6 separate regions of the Mus musculus genome follow, and regions 1, 2, 3, 4 and 6 are each linked to region 5. The links are chromatin contacts, called in public promoter capture Hi-C maps. All regions are on one chromosome and are shown on one strand. The core of a region is the stretch at or near the end of the contact, and the rest is flanking DNA. Distances in the headings are between cores, read along the strand shown. Region 1 holds the start of Ccdc22 (coiled-coil domain containing 22). Region 2 holds the start of Wdr45 (WD repeat domain 45). Region 3 holds the start of Gpkow (G patch domain and KOW motifs). Region 4 holds the start of Usp27x (ubiquitin specific peptidase 27, X chromosome). Region 5 holds the start of Ftsj1 (FtsJ RNA methyltransferase homolog 1 (E. coli)). Region 6 holds the start of Prickle3 (prickle planar cell polarity protein 3).

Region 1 (2,755 bases), core at 246-2,745, 650 kb after region 5:
AGGTATAATTTTCCAATAGCATATAACACTTGAGGTACATAGGAAAAACCTAATATATATATATATTTATCTCTAGGAAAAAAGTCAGATAGTAAATATCAAAGGGACATAAAATGGAGAAATATGTAACATTTAGTGATGCTGTAAAGTTCCCCAAAGTGATCTTCTTGGCATTCTGCATTAGCTATACCAAACAAAATCTCAGCATAGTTTTCTTTGGAATTGACAGTCTTTGAGACAAATGACAAAAAATAAAAACAAAAACAAAAACAAAATACCAAAACACCACCACCAACAACAAAAAACCCCAAAACCAAAAAACAAAAAAGCCAAATCCATTTTGAAAAAGAACAAGACAACAAGATGGGAGGGCTTGCCATATATGATATCAAGACTCATTGTAAATCTACAGTAATTAAAAATAGAATACAGTCAGGGGCGGTGGTACAAGCCTTTAATCCTAGCACTTGGGAGAAAGAAATATTATTATTACAATTTTGAGGCCAGCCTGGGCTACATTGCAAGATTTTGTTGTCTGAAAACCAAACCAAAGCAAGACAGGATAGCACAACGAGAGGAGAAAGAGAGAGAGAGAGAGAGAGAGAGAGAGAGAGAGAGAGAGAGAGAGAGAGAGCTTAGTTCAGAAACTGAGTCAAGTATGTGATGTGTATGTGTGATTATGACAAATGTTAGCACTACTGGATAGTAGAGACAAAAGAGGCTGTTCAATAAGGAATGGTTTCATAAGGAGGTGATCTCCTTCTGTAGCCCAATCTACACTTGGGACAGGTGCTGAGATTACAGATGTTTACCACTACGCCTGGTCTAGTAATTCTTTGCTTTTTCCATCTATTTTGTGTGCATGATAGTGGTACTGCTGCACATGTGTAGATGTCAGAGGACATTTTGTAGGAGTCCATTCTCTTTTTATGTCTCTTGGGTCCCAGGGAGGATCGACCTCAGTTTGTTGTGGTTGGTGGTTAAGTAGGTTTACTCGAGCAATGACGTTTGTTTTATTTATTTAAAATCTATTTATGATCCTTTTGTGTGTGCTCACGAGCATAAATGTGTCACAGTGCACACGTGGAATTCAGACTCTTATCAAGTCATTTCCTGCCTTCCACCATGTGGATCTCAGGGAGAGAACTCAGGTTGTGAGGCTATCCTGAGTCACATCCCCAGTCGTAGCAATTATGTCTTAACCCTAGGAAGAAGGTATTATCCAAATTCTCACTTTACAGATGAGGCTAGCAAGACACGGGGGAACAGTCATTTTGTACACGTATAAACTTTTATAGCTTGGAAGATGAACGTGTCTTATAAATGAAAATTTTTCTCTGTCCTGTCTCTCAACTCCCCAGCCCATTTCCTTTTTTTTTCCCTTGGAGGAGACCATGGGACTACAAGTGAAAGAACTACAACTTCCAGGAGCCATTACGTAATTCACACCCCGCCTCCAGCGCCGCTGCCTGCGCAACGCTCACTCCTTAGAACTACATTTCCCAATGTTCCTCGCGCGGCACGTGACTCTCTGTCCTCGCCGCGCCGAGAGCAGCGCGGAGAGCTCCAATTTCTCTGATCTGGTCCTAGACCCAGCCCCGGAGTTAGAATTAACTCCACCATGGAGGAGGCTGACCGAATCCTCATCCATTCCTTGCGCCAGGCGGGCACGTAAGTACGCAACCCCCAGTCGCCTCCAATTGCTCACATCCGGGACTCCAAATCCTAGGACCCCCATTACCCGGGAACCTTAAAATGAAGACCTTGACACCCAAAGGCCCAAACTTACAGGATTCCGAAGCCTCTCCTCCTCCTCCCTGCTTACACTCTAACATCATGACTTTCCTAAATACTTTGATGTGGACATTGGGTAAAACCTCGAGGACTCAGACACCTTACAAACTGAGACCTGCATATGCTGGGATCCTGATATCTAGAGGTTCCAGGACACCCACACCAGGAAACTGATAACACAGGAGTCTGGCACCCAGAGTCTCCAGAATTCCTGAGACTGGCAACTTGATCTTCGAACAATAACTCCTGAAACTCCCAGGACTTATCAAAATACCAGGGCCCTACATTCTGACAGTAGCAGCACTTGGTAACACAGGAACACAAAGGATGCACTATTTGAGGGACCTAAAAGTCCTTGATGCCAAAATTTAGGATGCCCGATTTTTTATTTCTATTTATTGACCCTGACATTTGAGACTTCTGAAAACTCCAGCCTCTTCCTATGTAGCTTTCCCAAACCTCGTAGATCTAGGAGGCCTTGCCATGCAAAGAACAATGTCCTGGTGCCCAGAAATATGGAGACTGTGCCACTTGGACCATTTTCACTTTTGCAGATCCCAGAGGTTGGAAACTTTGAAGTGTAGGGGAGTTTGAGACTTTTCTGAATTCAGGTCACCCTCATTCACCGAGGTCTTAGGACTAAGTAAAGGTCATAGTCACCAGCACCCAGGATCTGTTGAAGCCTTGGTTGTTCCCTGCCCCGACCTGGATTCTAGAGCATTCCCTCTCTAGAAGTCTGTACTTTGTTTCCTAACTACTCAAGCCTGGTGCTTTCCTTTTTAGGGCAGTTCCTCCAGAAGTGCAGACTCTGCGAGCTTTCACCACTGAGCTGGTCGTAGAGGCTGTGGTCCGATGCCTTCGAGTGATTAATCCTGATGTGGGCTCTGGCCTCAGTCACTTGCTACCACCAGCCATGTCTGCCCGCTTCCGCCTGGCCATGAGTCTGGCCCAGGCCTGCATG
Region 2 (2,787 bases), core at 5-2,504, 530 kb after region 5:
AAGCCTCATAACAGGCACAAACACCAAGCATGGGGTAATGGGGTAGGGAATATCCCATGGTACCTCCTCCCCCCTCCCAGCCATTCTTAGCTCTAATGTTTGATATGACCTCAAACCTCTCTACAAGCTATTCATCTGCACACCGGCACCCAACTCCACCTGTCAATAAATAGTGGAACAAAAGCTAAGGTTTCAAAAAAAAAAAAAAAAAAAACAAAAAAAAAAAAAAAAAGCTAAGGTTTCCTGCATCTTCACTGCCGTGAATGGCCCATCACCCACAGAACTGCCCTCCTCAAGCCCTTCTAACTTTACCTGGAGGCTTATTCGCCTCCAGGGTATCTCATTTACATCCTCCCATGCAGCATACTTTCCCCAAACCCTTCTCTCATATGACCAACTCTCAAGGCAAAGGCAAGCCTGAGAACCCCCTCCACTCCCTCTACTTAAGTCCTAAAGACCAATCCACACCCTACCCCACACCCGAGGCATTACTCTGACATTCCAAATTCTTCACATGTGACACATTCCATTCCCTATACTGTCTACCCACGACCCCTAAGCTTACACAATGTTACTCATGAGTCCCCTCCCCCTAAAATTTGTCCCTTTTGTCTCCATGCTATCTCTTGAAGGTTCTGCCCTAGGGCACGCTAGCCCCACCCCCTCCCAAAAAAAAAACCCATATCCTGCCTAGGAAAACCTCAACCTACCAATGCTGCTGCTGCTGCTGCTCTGACTCCCTCCCCTAAACATTCCTGCCCTAAAAACCTCGTCCTTTTTTCAAATCCCATCTCTTCCAAGACCTCTCTTCAGGCACACCTATCAGCTAAGATCGCAAATCTACTTTTCTCGCGTAAAACTTGGGTCTTGCTTCTACATGAGCCATACTCTGGAGAGCACTAGCTTCCAAGAGCCCTTTTTAAATCTATGCTCCAAATGCCCACACTAACGAAGAACCCTAATTGAAACGCCTCACCCTCTCCCAAAAGCCATGATCCTTTCCAAGACAGCACCGACTCAAGCCCCCATATCCCCAGCCATCCATCACCTGTCAAGACCTCTAGTAGAAACACCCAACCCATGACCGTGACCAACCCTTGGATCTTGCTCCAGATGCGCGTCACCTCTGCCGACTTGATCACCCCTCCCCGACCCCTGCCCTAGCCGTTGGTGCCGCCTGCGGCACAAATTTCTGACCTCCCGGGCTTTGGTGCCCAGCTCTGCTGTTTACATCAGGTCTTACTTCCGGAGGAGGGAGTCTGTGAACGGAAGTGACTCATTCTGGGCAGAGACTCCAGCCAGGGCTCTTCTCACCCACTTGGCGGACCTGTGGAGCATCCCGAGCAGTAGTAGAGTCCTCCGAGGGAAGTTCCGGAAAAAGAATGAGGGCGGATTAGGGGACTGGAGGCACAAAAGACTGCCCAAAGGCAGGACTGTCTAAGGGAACCCGGGAAAGGGCTTGCCCCCACCCCCAAACGGAAGCGGGCCAAGCATTGAACTCGTTAACTCACGGAGAGATAGAGGGGCAAACCTCCCAGGCTAACGAGTTCTCCGAGTTGGGCTAGAGTGGCTATCAATGTTTGTTTACCTTGTGGCTCTGGGTGCTCCTGGCTGGAATAAAAGATCTTGAAAGTTGAGATCAGCTTGAGTAGGGGAAAGATAAGAGTGGAATTTTACTTTCTTTTCCCCACCCTATTCCTAGCTCTTTACAAAAAGATCCTTTGTTACCGTAAAATGTGAGTGCTCCGGGCGTGATTGCTCACACACCTGTAGTGCTAGTAGTTGGCGAGGGACAGTCGAGGTTGTCTTGGGCTACATGAGGTCCTGTCTTTTTTAACAAAAGCTACAAACAGAGAATGCTTACATGGAAACACAAAAGGCCCCAAATTGCACACTGGAAATATTAGAGTGTTGAGATAAGTGCAATATGCACGACAGTTGTGAGAAATAATAAACGAGTTAGTACTGGCTGTTGAAACAGGATCGGAGGGTTTGTGCCATCCTGAGTTACAAAAAAAAGTCAATAAAAGGGAAAGAAGAATGGGGAACTACCTTGCATTTACCATAATCAGAGCCATAATAGTTAACACTCTGCTTCTGTCTTTACTTATTTTAATTTTTATGTTTTTTTTTATTTTTTTCGAGACAGGGTTTCTCTGTATAGCCCTGGCTGTCCTGGAACTCACTCTGTAGACCAGGCTGGCCTCAAACTCAGAAATCCACCTGCCTCAGCCTCCCAAGTGCTGGGATTAAAGGTGTGCGCCACCACAGCCTGGCCTAAAGACCTTTAGTCTTAATCACCCCTTCCTTTCTATAGTCCCTCCTCTATACTGACCTCCATACTTAATCCTTCTGTTGTAGTTTCCCCTGTTATCCCTTTATATGATTCTATTCTATATCCCATATCCTTAGAAGATTCCCTCCTCCCGGCTACTGTACCATTCTTTAGCTGTGCATCCACAGGCAAGTTGCTGAATCCCACTGAGCCCTGGCTTCCTTACCTATCAAATGTGTTAAACAATAATCACAGCCAACACTCCCTTTCTTTGACTGTTTCCATTTCTCTGTGTGTGTGTATACATGTGGTGCATGTGTGTGTATGTATCATTTTGCATGTGTGTGTAGGCACACATGCATGAGTATGTATACATGTGGGGGCCCAGTGTTGACATTGGGAACCATTCTCAGTCACCCTTGTATTTTGTTCATTGAGGTGAAGGCTTTATTAATGAAAGGAGAAGTATCAGCTCAGGACCCAAGACCAAGTTCTCAGCAAAAAAGATTTAT
Region 3 (2,711 bases), core at 208-2,707, 560 kb after region 5:
CTGAGGATGGCTTAGGGTTCTTGGACAGAGGTTGCCTGCGAGAGCCATTCTGGATCAACGGGATAACCAGCTCCTTGGGGGCTTCTGGAGGGTTCACACTTATGTCGGGAGAGAAAAAAGGTTGGGAAAGTAGACATGTCACAAAGCAGAAATATCAGGCCGGCAGTGGTGACGCATGACTTTAATTCCAGCAGCACTCAGGAGGCAGAAGCAGGAGGATCTCTGAGTTCAAGGCCTGCCCGATCTACAGGGTGAGTTCCAGGACAGCCAGGATGCAGAGGAACCCTGTCTTGACGCCCCCTCCAAAGAAAGAAAGTATAAATATCAAGATAGAAAGGAGGTTAGGAAACAAAGAAAATCAATTTCAATGGCCAGAAAGAAAGAAAGAAAGATCAATGCCCAGTCCTATGGACCATGTTCACAGGTTACTATTCACAGGTCCACTCGTTTTTTTTTTTTTTTTTTTTTTTTTGAGACATCTCACGATTTAGCTCAGGCTGGTCTTATAAACTCTCAGTCAGCCTGGTGCAATCCCCTAGTGCTGGAATTACAACCATGGATCTCTTTAAGTATGTCTTGTGGGAATCAGCCTTAGGCCTTCAACCACAATGGCCTAAAAATCACCATCTTTAGTCCAGATTCTTCCCGGTTCCGGGCCGGCAAGCTGCCTTTTACAAGTCCCCCACTTAGGCCTTTCGGACCTTTGTTTCTTACTTAATTATACTGCTGATGGCCTCCCCAGACTTGAATTTGCCTAGTTCTCCAAATCGGAGAAGCTCCCACAATTTCAGCTGAGACAGGAAGAATCCTGTCATTTTTCCCTCCTTTCCCTTTCTCAAAAGGCACACATACTCAAGTCCCAACGACATTTTTTCTGAGGAATCTATACCTCTGGTTCTCAGGCCCCATTTCACCCACCTAACAAACCTCCCTCTTCTTGCCCTTACATTCTTATGTTCTTCCTGTTTGTTTTTTAGTTGCCCAGGCTAGCGTTCAATTCCTGATCCTCCTGCGCCAGCCTCCCAGGTCCTGACTTATAGGCGTTTGCCGCCACTCCTGGTTACCTCCATAAATTTCCCGAGGCAGTGTTTCAGGCTTTCCAGGCCACTGTCACCAGGACAAACAACTCTTACTCTGCCCTCCTGCTTAAGCCCATTTCACAGATTTCCAAAACGCGAAAGACCCGGCGTTTCACCTCTGCAGCTTCCTCCCTTCCACGGTCGCCAAGAAATCTTTCTCCTCTGGGGCCTGTCTTTCGCTATCTCCGAGGTCTGCCAGTCGCCTCCGGACAGACGTGCGAGTGAACCCGAAAGAAATTGGAGCCATTGACGGGGCAGACGGCGGCGGACTCTCACGGCCCGCCATCTTCGCTCGAGTCACAGGCGAGCGCTCCGCTTGCTGGGAAGTTTAGCTCGAGCCGTGAGGGGCTGGCCGGGAAACGTAAGAATCAATCCCAGCATGCAACGCCTCAAAGACAAGTGCCTTGTAGCCGTGGGAAACAGGAATCAGGGCGCAGAAACTCTTTGAAACGTCATAGGAACGTGCCATACGGCATCCTGGGAAATGTAGTTCTCAGTGGTATAGCCGCTGTGGAAGATTGATTAGGTTATTCCTCGGTATTCAACCGCTATGAATTCAGTTCTAGAGTATCCTATACCCTTTCCCGACATCCTCAGGCACCATGCACGCATGTGATGCACGAACATAAATTCAGGCAAAATGTTTATATACACAAAACAAAATAAATAAAACTCATAATGTGCTTCCACAATGTGAACCTTACTGATAGAGGCTGGAGGCTTCCAGGGCTAGGTCTACTTTAGCAGATGAAAGCAGTAAACCATGGAGACAACAATTACATCAGGCAAATAAAAGTTACATTTACTGCCGGGCAGTGGTGGCGCACACCTTTAATCCCAGCACTTGGGAGGCAGAGGCAGGCGTTCAGGACAGCCAGGGGTACACAGAGAGACCTTGTCTCGAACCCCCCCCCCCAAAAAAAAAAGTTTCATTTACACAAGATGACTTAATGGGTAATAGTGTCTGCTACAAAAGCTGAAGACCTGAGTTCTTGAAGATCCTACATAGTAAAAAGATAGAGTTAGCCACTAGTTGCCTCTGACGGCACCACAAGTGCCATGCTATGCATGAACACATATACATGTAAACATGAACAAATGAATAAAATATGAAAACAAATTTTATCTAATTATATGTAAAGTGAATAACTGTGCAGTGGCTGGTTTTGTGTGTCAACTTGAGACAAGCTGGAGTAGTCAGAGAGGAAGGAGTCTCAGTTGAGGAAATGCTTTTTTTTAAAAAAAGATTTATTTATCTATTATTATCTGTAGCTGTTTTCAGACACTCCAGAAGAGGGAGTCAGATTTCATTATAGATGGTTGTGAGCCACCATGTGGTTCCTGGGATTTGAACTCAGGACCCATTTGGAAGAGTAGTCAATGCTTTTAACCACTGAACCATCTTGCCAGCCCCGAGGAAATGCTTCTATAAAATCCAGCTATAGGGCATTTTCTCAATTAGTGATTAATAGAGGAGGGCCTAGCCCATTTGGGTGGTGTTATCCCTGGGCTGGTGGTCCTGGGTGCTGTAACAAAGCAGGTTGAGCATGCCACAGGGAGCAAGCCAGTAAGCAGTACCCATCCAGGTTCCTGCCGTGTTTGAGTTCTTGTCCTTCAATGATGAACAGTGAT
Region 4 (2,700 bases), core at 1-2,500, 880 kb after region 5:
CCCCAGACTCTCTCCTCACTGGCAGCTCCAAAGATACCCGCTTTATTCCTACGTGCTGCCCACCCAAGACTCTGCTAAATCTTATGGGTCTCAGACTTTGTAGTTTGGGTTCCTTGCAGCGTAAGGGAGGTGCAACCTGTAGGAACAGCCTTGCAGTGTCTGGTTTCCCCTGCTGGCCTTGGAGTGACTGTTTCTGCCCACAGGCTGCTCAGTATCTGGAGTGCTGTATCTGGAGGCCAGCTGTCAACCAGTCATCCCACCCAGGGCCTTTGGAGCCTGAGTGGGAGGCAAGGAGCCAGCACAGGATGGGCTGATAAGTTTCTCAAAGAGACATGTCCCTTCAGGTGGAGCGGCCTTGGGAGCACTGTTGTCCCTCTAGATCTGGGGTTCAGGCTGGTCCCCAGTAAAGTTTGAGCTTCATCGTTTCTGGGAGAGCAGGAGTTGGACCTAGAGGGGGAGACTGAGACATGTTGGGGGTACGTTCAGCTGCTGGAGGCAGGTTCAGCCGCTGGAATGATGGATGTCGGAGCTCCCGCCTTTATTCTCAAGTACCAGACTGTGAAGGGATATTTTATGGCCTCAGAAACGTTTCTAGACAAGACAACCCTTCGGGCCCCCCGCCCCACAGGCTAGGGGAAGCTGCACCCTTGAGGGCAGTACTAGAGGGGAGGAGACCGCCTAGGGGGTCAGAGCAGCGATTGGAGCGGAGAGCTGGAAGCGCCTTAAAGAGACTGCGCGGTCCCCGCCCCACTTCCCGCCAGCCTCAATGAATTAGAGCTGTGTTTCCCAAACTTGCCTGATCACTAGCAGTTTCTCCGGCCCTAGTTAGAGATCCAGGTTCCGGAGTACCTCCCTTCAAGAGTCTGATTCAGTAGGCCTGCGGGTGGAGCCGAGGAATCTGTAATTTTAACACGCTCCCCCACGTGATTGTCGTGAACCAGCAAGTTTGGGAAATATTGAATTAAAGGAAACGGGGCCTGGCTGCAGAAGCGGCCTCCGCTAGGGGGCTTCGGCGGGAGCATTCCCGGGGGCGTCGCCTGCTTCCGCTGCCGCCTCCTTCAGTGAAAGTCCCTTTTGGGTCCAGCTGCCACAACCACCGCGCTCCCTCAGTCCGGACGGGGACACCCCAGGTCTGCGTGGCCCCCGCGCCACCACGCCCAGTGGCCGCCCGAGCCCCACGAGCAGGGGGAGGAGTCGCAGCCAGTGGAGGCGGAGGAGGCTGGAGGAGGCGGAGACGGCGGAGACGGGAGAGAAGGCATAGAGGAAGGTGGAGGCGGAGAAGGTGGAGGGGAAGGTGGAGGCGGCCGGGAAGGTGGACGCCACCGGGAAGGTGGAGACAGCAGGGAAGGTGGACGCCACCGGGAAGGTGGAGATCGCGGAGGGTCCGGGCCGCGGGGCTGAGCTCAAGCTGGAGCTGGAGCAGGAGCCCGAGCCGGAGCCCGAGCCGGAGCCCGAGCGGGAGCCCGAGCGGGAGCCCGAGCCGGAGCCGGAGCGGGAGCCCGAGCCGGAGCCCCAGCCAGAGCCCGAGCCGGAGCCCGAGCCCGAGCCCCAGCCGGAGCCGGAACCCGAACAGAAGCCGGAGCCCGAGCCGGAGCCCGAACCCGAGCCCTTACAGGAGCCTGAGCCTGAGCCTGAGCCTGAGCCTGAGCCTGAGCCTGAGAGGCAGCCCGAGAAGGAGCCGAAGGATGAGAACCCAGCGCAGAGCGGTGTTGGCGGCAGCGGCGACGAGGTTCCTCCCCCCACCCTTCCCTCCGACCCTCCGCGGCCCCCTGATCCCTCTCCGCGTCGCAGTCGTGCCCCGCGCCGCCGACCCCGGCCCCGGCCCCAGACTAGGCTTCGTACCCCGCCGCAGCCTAGGCCACGGCCCCCACCCCGGCCCCGGCCCCGGCGTGGTCCTGGGGGCGGATGCCTGGATGTGGATTTTGCTGTGGGGCCACCAGGTTGTTCCCACGTGAACAGCTTTAAGGTGGGAGAGAACTGGAGGCAGGAATTGCGGGTTATCTACCAGTGCTTCGTGTGGTGTGGAACCCCAGAGACCAGGAAAAGCAAGGCAAAGTCGTGCGTCTGCCATGTGTGTGGCACCCATTTAAACAGACTCCACTCTTGCCTTTCCTGCGTCTTCTTTGGCTGCTTCACAGAGAAACACATCCACGAGCACGCTGAGACAAAACAGCACAACTTAGCGGTAGATCTTTATTATGGAGGCATATACTGCTTCATGTGTAAAGACTATGTGTATGACATAGACATTGAGCAAATTGCCAAAGAAGAGCAAGGAGAAGCCTTGAAATTACAAGCGTCCACCTCGACAGAGGTTTCTCAGCAACAGTGTTCAGTGCCGGGACTTGGGGAGAAATATCCCACCTGGGAAACGACCAAACCTGAACTAGAACTTCTGGGGCACAACCCACGGAGAAGAAGGATCGCCTCCAGCTTTACCATCGGCTTACGAGGACTAATTAATCTTGGCAACACGTGTTTTATGAACTGCATTGTCCAGGCCTTGACCCACACTCCAATACTGAGAGATTTCTTTCTCTCTGACAGGCACCGGTGTGAAATGCCCAGCCCTGAGTTGTGTCTGGTCTGTGAGATGTCGTCGCTCTTTCGGGAGCTGTATTCTGGAAACCCATCTCCTCATGTGCCCTATAAGTTACTGCACCTGGTGTGGATACACGCTCGTCATCTAGCAGGGTACAG
Region 5 (2,750 bases), core at 83-2,582:
AAATGAATTTTTAAAGAACATATACATATTCATACATGCATATATGCTTTAAACTTTTATTCGCCGGGCAGTGGTGGTGCACGCCTTTAATCCCAGCACTTGGGAGGCAAAGACAGGCAGATCTCTGAGTTCGAAGCCAGCCTGATCTACAGAGTGAGTTCCAGGACAGCCAGGGCTATACAGAGAAACCCTGTCTCGAAAAAACAAAAAACAAAAAACAAAAAGAAAGAAAGAAAGGAAGGAAGGAAGGAAGGAAGGAAGGAAGGAAGGAAGGAAGAAAGGAAGAAAGGAAGAAAGGAAGAAAGGAAGAAAGGAAGAAAGAAAGAAAGAAAGAAAGAAAGAAAGAAAGAAAGAAAGAAAGAGAGAGAAGGAAGGAAAAAGGAAAAACAAAAAATACAAAACTTTTATTCATTCATACATGTATTTATTCATTCGTTCGTTCGTCCGTTTATTTATTTATTTATTTATTTATTTATTTATTTATTTGGGGGAGGGGGCGCGTGACAAGTGCGCATGTTGGGGATCAAAGGACAACTTGCAGGAATCAGTCTTCTTCCATCCATGACCTTGTGTATGGGGAATCGAACTTGGGTGGTCAGATTTGGCGGCAAGAGCCTCTACTCAGTGCGTCTCGCAAATCCGTAGACATGCTTTTCAGTGGTGCGGGTGGAGGCGGTGAGGGCAGTGGTGGTGGTTAAAATGTATTAAAAAGTATTTGGAAAATATACAATTAGAAAAGGATGTGCATCCGATTAACACCGTGAATTCTAGATAGGTGATTATCCCTTCTTTTCAGATGAGGAAACTAAAGTTCTAAGGTGGCAAAATTGAAAGCACTTCAGTCAACCGGTAGAAGTAGGATTCAAAATTGCAAATCGTATGCGGTAGCTTCCCGGTAGTAAAATTCAAAATTGCTCGCCGTAGCCTCCAGGTTAGCTTGCTTTCGCAACAGACTTTTCACTTCGCGTGGTCACGCTCCACCCCCTTTGCGTAATTTCCTTTCCCTCCAGACTTAAAGAAAAATGGGCGTGGTCGTGCCCGCTGAATTTTGGGAAATGTAGTACATAGGTTAAATAACCGTCCCGATGTAAAAGGGAAAAGGCGGCCAAGTAAGTTATCTTGTCTGAGTGAGCGGGCGATGGGGGAGGGGTGGAAGTTTCCCACGTCAAGGTCTCTCCGTGTAGCCAGACTAGCCGAGAACTCAGGATCTTGCTCCGGATCGCAGCTATAGGACCCTGGCCTTGAAACAAAGAACAAAGAGCCGGTTCACAAGCCTTGCAAAACTATTGGCCAGACGATGTCAGTTGCATTCTGGGAACTGAAGTTCCTGTGACCGGGATATGTCGACACAAGATGACGAGACTAACGTCATACGTTGTGCTCCGGTCTGGATCTCCGTGGAACTGAACTGTTTTACAAAGCAAACTTTACCGCGTGGCGACAACCTCTAGGCGTGTACGACAGGCCTTCGGGTCCACTCCGAACACCAACTGGAGTCTGTAATTTTCAGTTTGCAAACTGTTCTCGAGGCTGGTGAACAGCCACGCTCTGTATCCAAGAGCTGAGGTAGGTCCTAGGGCACTGATGACTTGAAAGGGACCGAGACTGGAGGCATGCCTGCCCTGTCTCCAACTCGGGATGAGGGGATTCACTCTCGGTACTGCAGCTGCATAGTTCAGTCAAGCCCCGAGAAGCTTGCCTAGAGCAGGGAACTAGATTGTTAGGTGAACTCGAACGGGGTGCAGCATAGAGCTACACAACTGATCTGCTATCTGCTGGGCCGACTTGAAGGGTATTTGGCGGTTCTGATGGGCTGATGGTCTTTGAGGCTCTGCAGATGGTCTTAGGGATGTTACTAAAAGATGGGTCTTGAAGGTATTACACTCGTGGTGCTGTGTCTGCTGGAAAATTAATGAAGGCTAATAATAAAAGTGGTGGCTATTTGGCAGTTTACATAGTAATCGTATTGGTGAGGTTCTGGAGAGAATAACAGGTGCGTAGGCAGAGTGCTAAACTAATGGGGTCAGTGACGAAAGACAAAATAGAAGCTATATGAGTGACAGAGGTAATCTTTGTATTGATGCAAAGGATCCCAAAGGCCACTCGTGTGATCTTTGAGAGGTTGGTTGGAGGGCTGAGTTAATGGAGCTGGTAAATTGGTGTAATGGAGCCCTAACAGGTCATGGTCCTCCAGGCATTAGTGGGGATTAAGGTGGTAGTAACTAATGACTGGAAGCTTAATCTATGATGGAATTGGTGGACTGCAGAGTGGAGAGAGAGAGAGAGAGATTAGGCTATGGGAGATGGAATGAGGTTGTGTCGGGTAATAGGTGTGAAAAGCAAGGACTTAATGGAGGGAGTAGTAGGGTTCTGTGACTCTAAAGATAATGGAAATAACTAGAGACGGTCAGGTGTTGATAGAGATGAAATGGGCAGAGAAAATGGTTGCGAGAGAGATTACTTGTGTAGTGTGTCCGTGACAGTAGTTGGAAGAGAGCAGAGTCAGTAGTGGGTCCTCTGTCAGTTAACTGTGGAGTCTGTGATGTCCCTCAGAGATGGGGACCTAAATGTGATCAGAAAAAGGGCCTGAGAGTTCATGATAAGGTCCTGGGCTTCGGGTTCCATGTGTTGAATGAGCTGACTGTCGTGTGGGACCCATGAACTCAGTTAGCTGTACTTTGTTTTCTTTGACCTGCGCAGGACAGCATCAGCACACACTGTCTGCCAGCAGACTGAGATGGGACGGACAT
Region 6 (2,700 bases), core at 89-2,588, 600 kb after region 5:
GGTCACTTACCTCCAGCCATGCAGCAGGAAGCCTGGGCACTGTTCCCTGCAGGAATTGCAAGGCTGGCCGCGGGCAGGGTCCTCTGCCTCTGGAGGCTGTGGTGGGTGGGAGCAGATGCAAGAAGAAATAAGGTGTGGGAGGAGGGAGGAAGAAGTCAACGCCTGCTACTCCACTCCCAGGCTCACAACCGCAGGCTGGGGCCTGTCTTACTGGGGGCAGCGCTGGGCAGGCTGAGACCGCGCCTGGAGCGCGGGGGAGGAGGAAGCATTCAAATCAGAGGCAGGGCAGCTGAGACTACTTTCCTGTATTCCCTTTCCAGGGAATTCTTCTGTCTGGGCTGGTCTGTCCCTCTTTAGTTCTCAGACAGGTCTGTCAGAGAGAGAGTCCTCTACCTACTAGAGCAGAGACCCTAGTCTGGGCATTCCCTCCCAAGTCTCCCTTCAATATCCAGGGCTCCAGCAGCACTCCAGTCCCACAGGGCAGGCGTCTGAGAACCTCTCCTTTCCCTGGGATCCCTCATGGACTCTGGGCAATGCCATTCCCTCAGAAGTTCTCCCGCCCCTCCCCCAAACCCTGGCTCCATCTCTCCTACCTGAGGACCGCAGGCCATCCCTGCTCCATTCAGAAAGCCCTAGCCCAAGAAATCTTTCTCTTTACCCGTCATAGTTTAGGACTACTCTCTTTTTTGGTCCAGATTCCACCTTTCTTGGTTAAAGATCTTTCAAAACAAGAGAGACACCATCCTATCTAGGAGGTCAGCTTCCAGACTCCGATGGAAACCTGAAATTCTTCTGATCCTAAATCTTAGTTCATTGACTCTTGGTACCCAGGGATGAAGGACCCCCACTTTCACTCTACAGTCCTTCAATGTATGAGGTCCCTTAATCAGACACTCAGGATACCCCACTCTTGCTCAACCTCAAATCTCAAGCCCCTATTCTTTTCACCTTTCAGATTAATTCACAGATAAGGGGGGCATCCCCAGATTGCAACAGTGATAAAAGTATGAGGCGTGTTAGGGGCTTGAGCCACCATATCTACACGTTTTTGCATCCAGGATTCTACTTCAGTCTCTGTGCCCCAGTCTGGGAAAGCTGGGGAAGGGAGTTCCCAGATCCTCCCTTAGGGTGCCTCCCCTCTGTCCCGGTGCCCTGCCCCCCTCGCCTGGATCTTAGTTTACCCCTGACCCCCACCACTGTCCTGAGCCCTGCTCACCGCACGCCCAGAGCGGCGCCTCCGGGACCCACGCGCGAACATGGCGCGCCCAGACAGATTCAAGCACGGCTGGTTCCGACGAATGGAGTCGGCTGCCACGGCGCGTCGGGCCTGGCAGCTCTGTTCCGTAAACTTGACTTAGTGGGAGGAGCACGCTTTCTAGGGCCCGCCCCACGGCCTGTGTAGTGTCTCAGTCACCCTGGTGTCCCCTATCTAAAGGTGAGTGCCTTGCTGGAAAGCCCATTATTGGCGTTCATCCCAGGGCTAGAGCCGGAGCAGACTGTCAGAAGGCTGAGCCTTCAGTATCCCTCGGTGCCGCATGGCCTTTAGTGTTGGAAAGCCGGAAGCAAACGGTTTGGATGTGGAGACATGGTGAGAGTGTTACACTAGAGTGCTTGTTTCTAAGAATAGGGTCTTGAAAGCTTTGGGGGACAGGGGTCAAAGCCACCTCTTGGTCCCTTCCCAGGTTCTCTTTTCCCGGGGTGAGCGTTACAAGGACCATCCCAACTTCATCTTCAGTGGTAGCTGGTGTTCTGTGGCGCTCAGCATCCTGCTAGATCTGTTCCATTTTGGTACCAGCATAGTGGGGTATTCCTGTGACAACCTGACCATGTTTGGGGGAGGACTGTGGAAGGACTTTGGAACTTTGAGCTAGAAGATCCATTCGGTGTTAAAAGCTCTGTGGGATGTTGTGTAGGAGGCTGGAAGATAATGTTGAGAACAGTGCAGAAGATGGAGGTCTGGCTTGTGAAATTCCAGAGAAGATTAAAGACTCTTTTCAGGGCCATTGCTGTTTTGATTGTGAAGATTCTGTGGTTTTAGTTAGTTGGGGCTGAAGAATCAGCTGTGATTAACAAGATACCAGAACTATTAAAGGGAAAACTTTGAAGCCGGGAGTGGTGGCACACGCCTTTAATCCCAGCACTTGGGAGGCAGAGGCAGGTGGATCTCTGAGTTCGAGGCCAGCCTGCTCTACAAAGTGAGGTCCAGGACAGCCAGGGCTATACAGAGAAACCCTGTCTCGAAAAAAACAAAACAAAAACAAAACAAAGAGAAAACTTTGCATTACTGGGACTACTGATGCTGGTTAGCTGGAGCTAAGAAATTAGCCGTGATTAAGAAGAGACCAGCATCACTGAGGTGAAATCTTCTGGGAAGTGTTTTCTGAGAGCACAAAGAGGCTGTGTTCCAGAGATAGCCAAGGTTGTACCTTGTGCTGTGGCTGGACTTGGTAATGTGTAAGAGTCACCCAGGTGGCACTGGTTTTGTAGGCATGAAGGGGTCACGCAGAGCAGCTGAGGCTCGGCACTGAGAGAGGCCATGGGGCCAGTGGTGAAGGTGCAGCCTCAGTTGCAACTGATGGCCCAGGACAGAAGGGGTCATGCAAAGGAGTTGAGGCTTGGCACCATGAAGAGAGCCTATGAGAGGCTGTTGGTGAAGCCTAGTTACAGCAGAAGACAGTAGTGTTTGGAGATGCCAGTACC

What was found. Promoter capture Hi-C pulls out the DNA fragments that hold promoters and counts their contacts. Capture Hi-C pulls out chosen DNA fragments and counts their contacts.
Region 1: a promoter capture Hi-C map of erythroid cells shows a contact between it and region 5, with 22 times the contacts expected there. The contact joins the promoter of Ccdc22 here to the promoter of Ftsj1 in region 5. A contact is called at or near these places in 4 of 39 promoter capture datasets (erythroid cells, liver and pre-B cells) and 1 of 9 other capture datasets (adipose tissue).
Region 2: a contact with region 5 is called in a promoter capture Hi-C map of pre-B cells, with 5 times the contacts expected there. The contact joins the promoter of Wdr45 here to the promoter of Ftsj1 in region 5. A contact is called at or near these places in 7 of 39 promoter capture datasets (3T3-L1-derived adipocytes, embryonic stem cells, hematopoietic stem and progenitor cells and 3 more) and 1 of 115 datasets of contacts at active chromatin or transcription factors (embryonic stem cells).
Region 3: a contact with region 5 is called in a promoter capture Hi-C map of pre-B cells, with 4 times the contacts expected there. The contact joins the promoter of Gpkow here to the promoter of Ftsj1 in region 5. A contact is called at or near these places in 3 of 39 promoter capture datasets (liver and pre-B cells), 1 of 115 datasets of contacts at active chromatin or transcription factors (memory CD8 T cells) and 1 of 9 other capture datasets (liver).
Region 4: a promoter capture Hi-C map of adipose tissue shows a contact between it and region 5, with 4 times the contacts expected there. The contact joins the promoter of Usp27x here to the promoter of Ftsj1 in region 5. A contact is called at or near these places in 2 of 9 other capture datasets (adipose tissue and liver).
Region 6: a contact with region 5 is called in a promoter capture Hi-C map of liver, with 2.3 times the contacts expected there. The contact joins the promoter of Prickle3 here to the promoter of Ftsj1 in region 5. A contact is called at or near these places in 2 of 39 promoter capture datasets (liver and pre-B cells).

What each region holds. Positions count from the first base shown.
Region 1 is chrX:7,604,160-7,606,914 of GRCm38.p6, reverse strand. It overlaps Ccdc22 (coiled-coil domain containing 22), which reads left to right and starts at 1,495. Exons shown (of 17, transcript NM_138603.3): 1 at 1,495-1,671; 2 at 2,578-2,755. The coding sequence starts at 1,622.
Region 2 is chrX:7,720,687-7,723,473 of GRCm38.p6, reverse strand. It overlaps Wdr45 (WD repeat domain 45), which reads right to left and starts at 1,254. Exons shown (of 11, transcript NM_001290792.1): 1 at 1,096-1,254.
Region 3 is chrX:7,695,880-7,698,590 of GRCm38.p6, reverse strand. Gpkow (G patch domain and KOW motifs) reads right to left here and starts at 1,457. Exons shown (of 11, transcript NM_173747.3): 1 at 1,196-1,457; 2 at 1-98. The coding sequence starts at 1,365.
Region 4 is chrX:7,374,380-7,377,079 of GRCm38.p6, reverse strand. Usp27x (ubiquitin specific peptidase 27, X chromosome) reads left to right here and starts at 1,250. Exons shown (of 1, transcript NM_019461.4): 1 at 1,250-2,700. The coding sequence starts at 2,219. It overlaps Gm14379 (predicted gene 14379), which reads right to left and starts at 1,155. Exons shown (of 2, transcript NR_026741.1): 1 at 797-1,155; 2 at 1-556.
Region 5 is chrX:8,250,988-8,253,737 of GRCm38.p6, reverse strand. Ftsj1 (FtsJ RNA methyltransferase homolog 1 (E. coli)) reads left to right here and starts at 1,332. Exons shown (of 13, transcript NM_001290430.1): 1 at 1,332-1,566; 2 at 2,701-2,750. The coding sequence starts at 2,738.
Region 6 is chrX:7,656,017-7,658,716 of GRCm38.p6, reverse strand. Prickle3 (prickle planar cell polarity protein 3) reads right to left here and starts at 1,338. Exons shown (of 9, transcript NM_001290624.1): 1 at 1,217-1,338; 2 at 11-96. The coding sequence starts at 1,258.